2 separate regions of the Mus musculus genome follow, and region 2 is linked to region 1. The links are chromatin contacts, called in public promoter capture Hi-C maps. All regions are on one chromosome and are shown on one strand. Each heading gives the region's core, a stretch centred on a gene start, on an enhancer-like site or on the middle of the called end of the contact. The rest is flanking DNA. Distances are from core to core; before and after follow the strand shown. Region 1 has its middle 18 kb from the start of Mrpl15. Region 2 holds the start of Atp6v1h (ATPase, H+ transporting, lysosomal V1 subunit H).

Evidence for each region. Promoter capture Hi-C pulls out the DNA fragments that hold promoters and counts their contacts.
Region 2: a contact with region 1 is called in a promoter capture Hi-C map of liver, with 2.2 times the contacts expected there. The contact joins the promoter of Atp6v1h here to the enhancer-like site in region 1. A contact is called at or near these places in 21 of 39 promoter capture datasets (the 3T3-L1 cell line, 3T3-L1-derived adipocytes, the C10 cell line and 13 more), 4 of 15 datasets of contacts at CTCF or cohesin (the NIH/3T3 cell line, embryonic stem cells, pro-B cells and 1 more), 10 of 484 Hi-C or Micro-C datasets (the 3T3-L1 cell line, 3T3-L1-derived adipocytes, the C10 cell line and 6 more), 1 of 115 datasets of contacts at active chromatin or transcription factors (forebrain) and 3 of 9 other capture datasets (embryonic stem cells, liver and pancreatic islet).

Annotation. Positions count from the first base shown.
Region 1 is chr1:4,765,754-4,770,515 of GRCm38.p6, forward strand. No RefSeq gene overlaps it. Among named protein-coding and RNA genes, the nearest start is that of Mrpl15, 18 kb to the right of the region's middle. Within about 2 kb of position 2,833, at least 10 of the 459 cell types and tissues checked have an H3K27ac peak or open chromatin away from gene starts, as enhancers often do. A contact at or near this core is called in liver, where this site is marked.
Region 2 is chr1:5,080,370-5,084,977 of GRCm38.p6, forward strand. Atp6v1h (ATPase, H+ transporting, lysosomal V1 subunit H) reads left to right here and starts at 2,717. Exons shown (of 14, transcript NM_133826.5): 1 at 2,717-2,909; 2 at 4,048-4,194. The coding sequence starts at 4,082.

The sequences.
Region 1 (4,762 bases), core at 1,583-4,082:
GAGAAAGAAAAGGAAAGGAAAGGAAAGGAAAGGAAAGGAAAGGAAAGGAAAGGAAAGGAAAGAAAAGAAAAGAAAAGAAAAGAAAAGAAAAGAAAAGAAAAGAAAAGAAAAGAAAAAAAACTTTTTGAGACAGTTGCACTATGCAGCTCTGGCTTTCCCAGATCTCACTATGTAGACCAGGTTGTCTCAAACTCACAGAGATGGACCTCCCTCTGCCTCCCGAGTGCTAGTGCTGGATTAAACATGTACAGCCACTCCCAGCTTTCTCTGAAATGTATGTGCAAGCATGTGAGTGTGCGTGTGTAATCAGTGCCTATGAGGCCACAAGTGGGTGGCACATCGTCTTGAGAGGGAGTGACAGGGGGTTCTGAGCCACCTGATATGCTGGGCATTGAACTGAGGACCTCTGGAAGAGCAGTAAGTGCTCTTAATCACAGAGCCATCTCTCCAGCTTATTTTTGGTTTTTGCCTGTAGGAGTTGAGTACTTTAAAATATTGAGGCTTTGATGCTTAGTTTTGTAGAGTGGGTTGATCTGTGAGTTCACTCACAAAATTATCTTGGGAAGGCCAAGAAGAGTGGACCTTGCATTGGACCTTGCATTGGCTCTGCGTAAGAGCTATAAGATCAGCCGGGCATGGTGGCGCACGCCTTTAATCCCAGCACTCGGGAGGCAGAGGCAGGCAGATTTCTGAGTTCGAGGCCAGCCTGGTCTACAAAGTGAGTTCCAGGACAACCAGGGCTACACAGAGAAACCCTGTCTCGAAAAACCAAAAAAAAAAAAAAAAAAAAAAAGAGCTGTAAGACCTGCTCTTGATAGTGAGATCTCTTGGTGAGTGTCCATGATGTCCAGTGACACAGAGCTGAGACCCAGAGCTACTCAGCAAGTTACCACACACAGGACACATTCCTTACGGTTCAGTGAGAACGGCTGAATAACCTTTGTCTTTCTTCACTTTCCCCGCCTCTAACAAGCTAGTGTGGTTATTACACACTGTACTGAGGAGCCAGAAACAGCCCTGTTGGTTTTCTTTTGTGTTATAATAGGATTTGGGACACTGCGTTCTAATTATGATCTTGATACTACTATATGTTTCTCACCCTGAGAGAGCCAGGCAGGAGGTGGGAAAGAGTTCCTCCCCTGAACGGGAAGTAGAACAAAGAGCAGAACACGCTCTCCCCATCCTACACAAGGCAGCAGACGGCAGCAGCAGGCAGCAGCAGGCCACGCTACTGTTGAGAGCTGTCGCCAGACTGTAACCTTTACATACTGTTTTGGATGCCTTCTTGAATCCGATGTTTTTAACCCAAACACTGCGGTTCTCCTCACCTTCCATCCACATTTGATAAAGTTTGATATTTCTCTCACTTTTTTTCTTCTAGTTTTTGAAAGTAGAACATTTGTTTTGCAACAGATCAATGAAGTCCTCAGAACGAGCCTGGGCTACACAGCTGCTGTGGGAGCTGTTCCTTCTAGGAATCCACATCTGGATCTATAACAGTTTCCTTTTTGTTGTTGTTATTTTGTTTTGTTTTGTTTTTTCGAGACAGGGTTTCTCTGTATAGCCCTGGCTGTCCTGGAACTCACTCTGTAGACCAGGCTGGCCTCGAACTCAGAAATCCGCCTGCCTCTGCCTCACAAGTGCTGGGATTAAAGGCGTGCGCCACCACTGCCCGGCCTATAACAGTTTCTAAGTGCCTCTTTAGCCCAGCCCTGACAGCGCATCCTAGTTCTGCTTCCTCTGGTGCTCGTGCACACGGTCGCCATGCTTCCCACAAGTCCACTCCTGAAGATAGTAAGCCTTAAAACCACAAGATGTATCAACAGGCTGATCAGCTGGGTGGTAGAAATAAGGACATCTGTGCTTGACCCAAGTTCAGAAAACAGCCATTAAAACCTGGAGCGGCTGAGTATCTGCCATCTCATTTCTGCAAGCTTACAAGAGGGTGAGGAGCCAGGACATCTGTGCTTGGCCCGAGGCACAGGAGCAAGACTGGAGGTGCTTGCCACTGCTGCTGTCATGTTGTGGCTATTGCTGGGCGCTCCCTGTAGCTGTAGGCCTCAAGTCTCAATTTATAGATCTGTTTATTCTAAAGGAAAGAAGCAGGAAGTTCATTTTTATCAGTGACCTTGACTGGATGTCTTTGATGATGTTTAATAGGCTAAAGGTTCCGCAGTTTATTTATATCATTAAAAAATGATGCCATCTTTCTTGTATTTTTCACATCTCTTTAATGAGTGTGTTTCCTGAAGTCAGTCACACACACAGTTTAAAGCAAGTATTCTTCAGTACGACTTACTAATTCTTATTGTGGCTTCATCCTGACCGATGATATAAAGTGAGCGATATTATTTCCAAATATTTACCTGAACTTGTAATCTATTGTTTCTGGGCTTTTGTTTGTTTTGTGTTGTTTGTTTTAATTTTTTTTTTATTTTAATGGTGATATTTTAAAACCTTTTTCTCCATAATATTGTATAGAGCAGAATTTACATATTATATGTCACATTTTTAATCTTCTAATCTCCTTCTTTAAAAAGCAAAATGATTTGTCAATTTAAGAAGGTTATTTACAAAAAAAAAAAAAAATTACAGGCTGGGTGTGGTAGTATGCAACTTTGATCCCAGCAGTTAGGAGGCAGAGGCAGGCAGATTCCTGAGTTCAAGGCCAGCGTGGTCAACAGAGTGAGTTCCAAGACAGTCCTGTTACAATAAGAAATCTTGTCTCAAAAAACAAAAACAAAAACAAAAATTACAGCAGTGGAAACAGCCTAAGAAATTTTAGGAAACAGTGTCACCTAGTGGTCACACACGGCACTGCAGAAATGTTAACTTGATTTCGTGTCCCATTTCACTTACAAAGACCACGCTGACCCTGAAATTAGAGAACCAGTTGCCTGTGCTTCCCAAATGTTGTGATTAAAGGAGAGAGACACCATGCCAAGATTCCTGCCCTACTTTTGAAACAGCCTCTCAGGGCTGTTTTTACTCTCAGGTAAAATTTCTGAATTCTATTTTGCCTCTTAGTGGCTGGCATAAATCAAATTATAAAGACTCTTTTGGTCTGGAGAGTTCACTGAACTATCCAGAAATGAAAACAGCCAAGTGGGTGCTGCAGCTCACCTCCAGCTCTATTAGTTCCCAGGGAGACTCCAGTAGCCAGAGCATTATCTCCGCTGCAATTCGGCTACCTAAAGGAGGAAGGCTTTCTTCCCAGAATATCTCCCTTTAACTCTTTTTTAATGTGTTATTATGTGTGGCCATGATGTTGGAGAATTGCCTTGGTACACACGTGGAGGCCATGTGGAGTTGGCCTCTGCTTCCACCTTCGCCATGGGTTCCAGGAAGTGAACTCAGATCAATAGGCTTGCCTGGAAAAGAGCTTTAGGCACTGAGCCATGCCATCGACCCTGTATAGTTCAAGGATGAATGTCAACCAGGCTTAGTGACGCATGTTTGCAATCCTAGCCCTCTAGAAACAGAATCAAGTTCAAGTCTAACTTAGAGTATGTAGTATTTTTCTAAAAAAAAAAAAAAAAAATCCTGTGCTTAATGGCGATCCCTTTCACTAGCACATCGGTCCATATATCCCTTCTTCCGTGCTGGCCATCAACCATAAGAAGTACTGTTATCCACACAATTTTGCTGGCAAGATAACTGAAGCTCACAAGAATTCCTGGCTAACTTGGTTTATGCACCAAGGACCAAGCCCTTCAAAACTCCTTCCTTAATCCACTTTGCTCCCATGTTCAACACTGGCTTGTGACTGTACACTCTCAGCAACTTCACTCTGTGTATAATATACCAAAAAGTAAGAGCTTGTCAGCTGTGTATCCTTAACACAGTTAGGATACCATAATATCCCCCTAGGAAACTTGAGATCAACATCTGAAACAAAGTTTTGGGGGGATTGAAGAAATTCGGTGTGAAAGCAGCTGCTACAACTTGAGATTTGGCTGTCTTTCCTTCGGTTTTTTTTTGTTTTTTTGTTTTTTTGTTTTTTGTTTTTTTTGTTTGTTTGTTTGTTTTTTTTGTTTTTGTGGTCACCATCTATTACAGAACTTGGGTTTGTTCCACCAGACCTAGGTTCTAATCAATCCCTTTGAAACTTACTTCAGATTCTGTCCATTGTATTTCAGTGGTTTGGTTATCCTAGTGTCTGAACCTCTGAGGCAACTGCCTTTCTAATTTCAATGTGTCTAGCATTGTGCCTGTGTGTGTGCCCTTGAGAACTGTCGATTGTAGAAACTCATGAATACTTAATATTATTAATCAAACCTGGAATTTCCCAATGCTTGCATTTGGCCACCAGGGGGCAGTCTTGCCAATTTGAAATGCCGATTTCGTTTTTGGGAGACTCCAATTCTTCACCTTTGAGCATCTCAAACGTTACTTCTTTTAGAACTTTTCACTTGAAAGTATTTCAAAGGTAACTCCTGCTGGCCGCTTGCCAGAGTTTGTCTAAGCAGAAGGCAACGTTTCATTCTCAGTAGCTACTCCATGCAGGTAGCCACAAGCCCACCAACAAACGAGAGGAAAAGGAGACAGCCCACTCAAGAGCCCAGAAATTTGTGACAGTCAAGTTCTACAAAACTAGCACAGTGAGATTCCGACCCTGCCCAGAAAGGCTCAGAGTGTAACAGCTTGTCTCAGCAGTTGGCTCACAGGCCATGGCAAGGGAGGTTGGGGGCGAGGACAATGACACAAATGTACAAATGACAAGCAGTGAGGAACCGCCATTAGAATCACTTATGTCCTTGAA
Region 2 (4,608 bases), core at 1,467-3,966, 310 kb after region 1:
GATCCAACACCCATTCATGATAAAAGTTCTGGAAAGATCAGGAATTCAAGGCCCATACCTAAACATGATAAAAGCAACCTACAGCAAACCAGGAGCCAACATCAAAGTAAATGGAGAGAAGCTGGAAGCAATCCCACTAAAATCAGGGACTAGACAAGGCTACCCACTTTCTCCCTACCTTTTCAACATAGTACTTGAAGTATTAGCCAGAGCAATTCGACAACAAAAGGAGATCAAGGGGATACAAATTGGAAAGGAGGAAGTCAAAATATCACTTTTTGCAGATGATATGATAGTATATATAAGTGACCCTAAAAATTCCACCAGAGAACTCCTAAACCTGATAAACAGCTTCGGTGAAGTAGCTGGATATAAAATTAACTCAAACAAGTCAATGGCCTTTCTCTACACAAAGAATAAACAGGCTGAGAAAGAAATTAGGGAAACAACACCCTTCTCAATAGTCACAAATAATATAAAATATCTCGGAGTGACTCTAACTAAGGAAGTGAAAGATCTGTATCATAAAAACTTCAAGTCTCTGAAGAAAGAAATTAAAGAAGATCTCAGAAGATGGAAAGATCTCCCATGCTCATGGATTGGCAGGATCACCATTGTAAAAATGGCTATCTTGCCAAAAGCAATCTACAGATTCAATGCAATCCCCATCAAAATTCCAACTCAATTCTTCAACGAATTAGAAGGAGCAATTTGCAAATTCATCTGGAATATCAAAAAACCTAGGATAGCAAAAACTCTTCTCAAGGATAAAAGAACCTCTGGTGGAATCACCATGCCTGACCTAAAGCTTTACTACAGAGCAATTGTGGTAAAAACTGCATGGTACTGGTATAGAGACAGACAAGTAGACCAATGGAATAGAATTGAAGACCCAGAAATGAACCCACATACCTATGGTCACTTGATCTTCGACAAGGGAGCTAAAACCATCCAGTGGAAGAAAGACAGCATTTTCAACAATTGGTGCTGGCACAACTGGTTGTTATCATGTAGAAGAATGCGAATAGATCCATACTTATCTCCTTGTACTAAGGTCAAATCTAAATGGATCAAAGAACTTCACATAAAACCAGAGAGACTGAAACTTATAGAGGAGAAAGTGGGGAAAAGCCTTGAAGATATGGGCACAGGGGAAAAACAGAACAGCAATGGCTTGTGCTGTAAGATTGAGAATTGACAAATGGGACCTAATGAAACTCCAAAGTTTCTGCAAGGCAAAAGACACCGTCAATAAGACAAAGAGACCACCAACAGATTGGGAAAGGATCTTTACCTATCCTAAATCAGATAGGGGACTAATATCCAACATATATAAAGAACTTAAGAAGGTGGACTTCAGAAAATCAAATAACCCCATTAAAAAATGGGGCTCAGAGCTGAACAAAGAATTCTCACCTGAGGAATACCGAATGGCAGAGAAGCACCTGAAAAAATGTTCAACATCCTTAATCATCAGGGAAATGCAAATCAAAACAACCCTGAGATTCCACCTCACACCAGTCAGAATGGCTAAGATCAAAAATTCAGATGACAGCAGATGCTGTCGTGGATGTGGAGAAAGAGGAACACTCCTCCATTGTTGGTGGGATTGCAGGCTTGTACAACCACTCTGGAGATCAGTCTGGTGGTTCCTCAGAAAATTGGACATAGTACTACCGGAGGATCCAGCAATACCTCTCCTGGGCATATATCCAGAAGATGCCCCAACTGGTAAGAAGGACACATGCTCCACCATGTTCATAGCAGCCTTATTTATAATAGCCAGAAGCTGGAAAGAACCCAGATGCCCCTCAACAGAGGAATGGATACAGAAAATGTGGTACATCTACACAATGGAGCTAAAGGGATCTGCAACCCTATAGGTGGATCAACATTATGAACTAACCAATATCCCGGAGCTCTTGACTCTAGCTGCATATGTATCAAAAGATGGCCTAGTCGGCCATCACTGCAAAGAGAGGCCCATATAAAGGCAAACTTTATATGCCCCAGTACAGGGGAACGCCAGGGCCAAAAAGTGGGAGAGGGTGGGTAAGGGAGTGGGGGGGGGGAGGGTATGGGGGACTTTTGGGATAGCACTGGAAATGTAAATGAGGAAAATACCTAATAAAAATATTAAAAATTAAAAGATTGCCCAGCCAACTATAAAAGGGGCTGCTTGGGACCTCCTCTCTCTCTTAAGCTCTCACCTTTCTTACTCCTCTCTAGCCCTCCTTCTCTCCCTTCCCCCTCTCTCCACTTGGCTATGGCCGGCCCCTCTCTTTCTTTTATCTTCTCTTTTTCTCTTTATCTTCCTACAATAAAGCTCTAAATTCATAGACTGTCTCTGTTCATCATATAAGCCTAGAGAAAAATGAAGTTAGGTAAACAATGAATAACTTTTTCTGAGACATGTATTACTGGTGGGTCTACATATACTTATACCATGGGTCTATGATTCATTTCTCAGTCTGAGTCTTATGCTTAAAATCGGAGTATGAATGCCTGGCCCGCTGAGATGTTTAATTCAAACAAACCCAAACCACTCAAAGGTCATAAACCAAGCTTCTTCAAAGATTTTTGGCTTTTTGGCACCAGTGGCCTGCAGGGTGGCGAGCTCTGCCAGTTTGAAGTGACCAAGTTAAGTGGCCTGGGAAAGGCCATTTGGTGCGCGGTCCAGCAGTTTTGGGCGCTCTCGGCTTCCGCCCTCAGCTGCGGTCACGTGCGGCTGCTCACGTGCCAGACGCTGCTGTCACTTCGTAGCTGTTCCGGCTTCCTCTGAGTGAGGCTCGCAACGTCTCCCACGGAGTCGCCTTCGTTCTGCTCTGGGTCTCCCGTGGCCACTGAGACCTCGGAGCTCGACCGGCGCCTGCCCGCCCGTGCGGCCCTCACTCCCCGAGGCTATCCAGGTGAGGCCGCCTGGGGTCCCTCCCCGGCTCCGGAGAGCCGACTGGTTTCCCTGCCGGCCGCGCCAGGGTCTGCGGAGCCGCAGGGCCTTCCTCCCCTCGGAGGGAAGCAGAGAGCGCGGGGGTGGGCAGGCCTGGGCCGGGCCGGGCCGGGCCGGGAGAGCCGCGGGGGTCGGGCCGCCCGGGAAGGCTGCGCTGTGCCTTTGGTGCCAGCCTTGCCCGGATGGAGCCGGTTTTACCTGGGACCCGCAGTCTGCGCCGACCTTGCTTGTTCAGGCAGCGAGTTCCCACAAAGAGAAATCTAAGTTCCACACTGACTAAGCACTTCGGCAACGCGGAATAGAATTTGGGTATGATTTTATTTTTAAACCTCCTTTTGCTCGTAGGTAAGAACGTACGTTTTGGGAATGGTTTTTGCATCGTAGTAGAATGAGATGTAACTTATCTATTACGTTGAGGACTGGGAATTTTTTTTTTTTTTTTTAGTAGCACATTATTGTATATTTTTCTTGTCAGAATAGACTCCTATTGTTGGTTGGACATACGTTGTTTCAGAAATTTCTTTCAATATTGATTTTGGAAATGTTTGTCAATTTCTGTTTGAAAAGAAGGTCCTGGTATACCACACCTCTTAGTGTATTTTATTTTGAATCAGTAATTTTAAAGAAAGGAATTAATATAGTGTCTTTGCAAATCGAAGCATAATAGATGCCCATAAATACCATAATTGACCCTTTTTTAATTTTATTTTTTGTAGAAGAGATTAGAACGTGATTGAATAGATTTAAAGTAGTGGACTTCTGGGTTATTTTTAATGTATTCTAAGCACTGGGTATGATTGCACTAAGGTGGTCAAAGAGATTGGCTTAATATTCAGTTTAGTTCTGATTTTGCTGTCAGTCTCTTAAGTGGTCATTTTAAACGTCTCAGTGTTTATTGAGGCTAAGAATTAAAAACTCTTCCCTGGAAAAAGAACAAGTCAATAGAAAGCCTTTTATGGGGTGGTAGACAGAATTTGAAATACGGTAATGCTTTTCAGACCTAGGATATTTAATATTCAAGCTAAGTGAAATCAATATGGTTATATTAATACTTGTAGTTCAAAAAATTAAATGGCTGCTATCCTGTTTTTATCTTGAAGGTCTGTGGGAAACATTCAAAGTCATAAAGTTTAGATGACCAAGATGGACATTCGAGGTGCTGTGGATGCTGCTGTCCCAACTAACATCATTGCGGCCAAGGCTGCTGAAGTTCGTGCCAACAAAGTGAACTGGCAGTCTTATCTTCAGTGCGTACTGGTTTGTTGTGAGTCATGGATGTCATGTGCTTTTCCATCAGGCTTTTTCATGGTCATGCTTCTATGAGAGAAATACTGGAAAAATGCTAATAAATTAATTTTAACATTTCCTTCTCTCCATAGCTAGCTGTCTTAGGGAGTGTGACAGATATGGTAGGAACCACTTGGGAAAATAGAACAGTTCATAGCAGTTATTTTATTTTATACTGTGTGTATGACTGTTTTTGCCTGCATGTATGTATGTGTGGCACCTGAATGCGAGTGCCCTCAGAGCTGAGAAGAGGGTCTCAGATACCCTGGAACTGGAGTAACAGATGATTGTATACACCATGTGTGTTCTGCATGCCATGCCTTTGCAAATCAGAGAATAACCTATGGGAGGACTGGTTCTCTGGCACTGGGGAT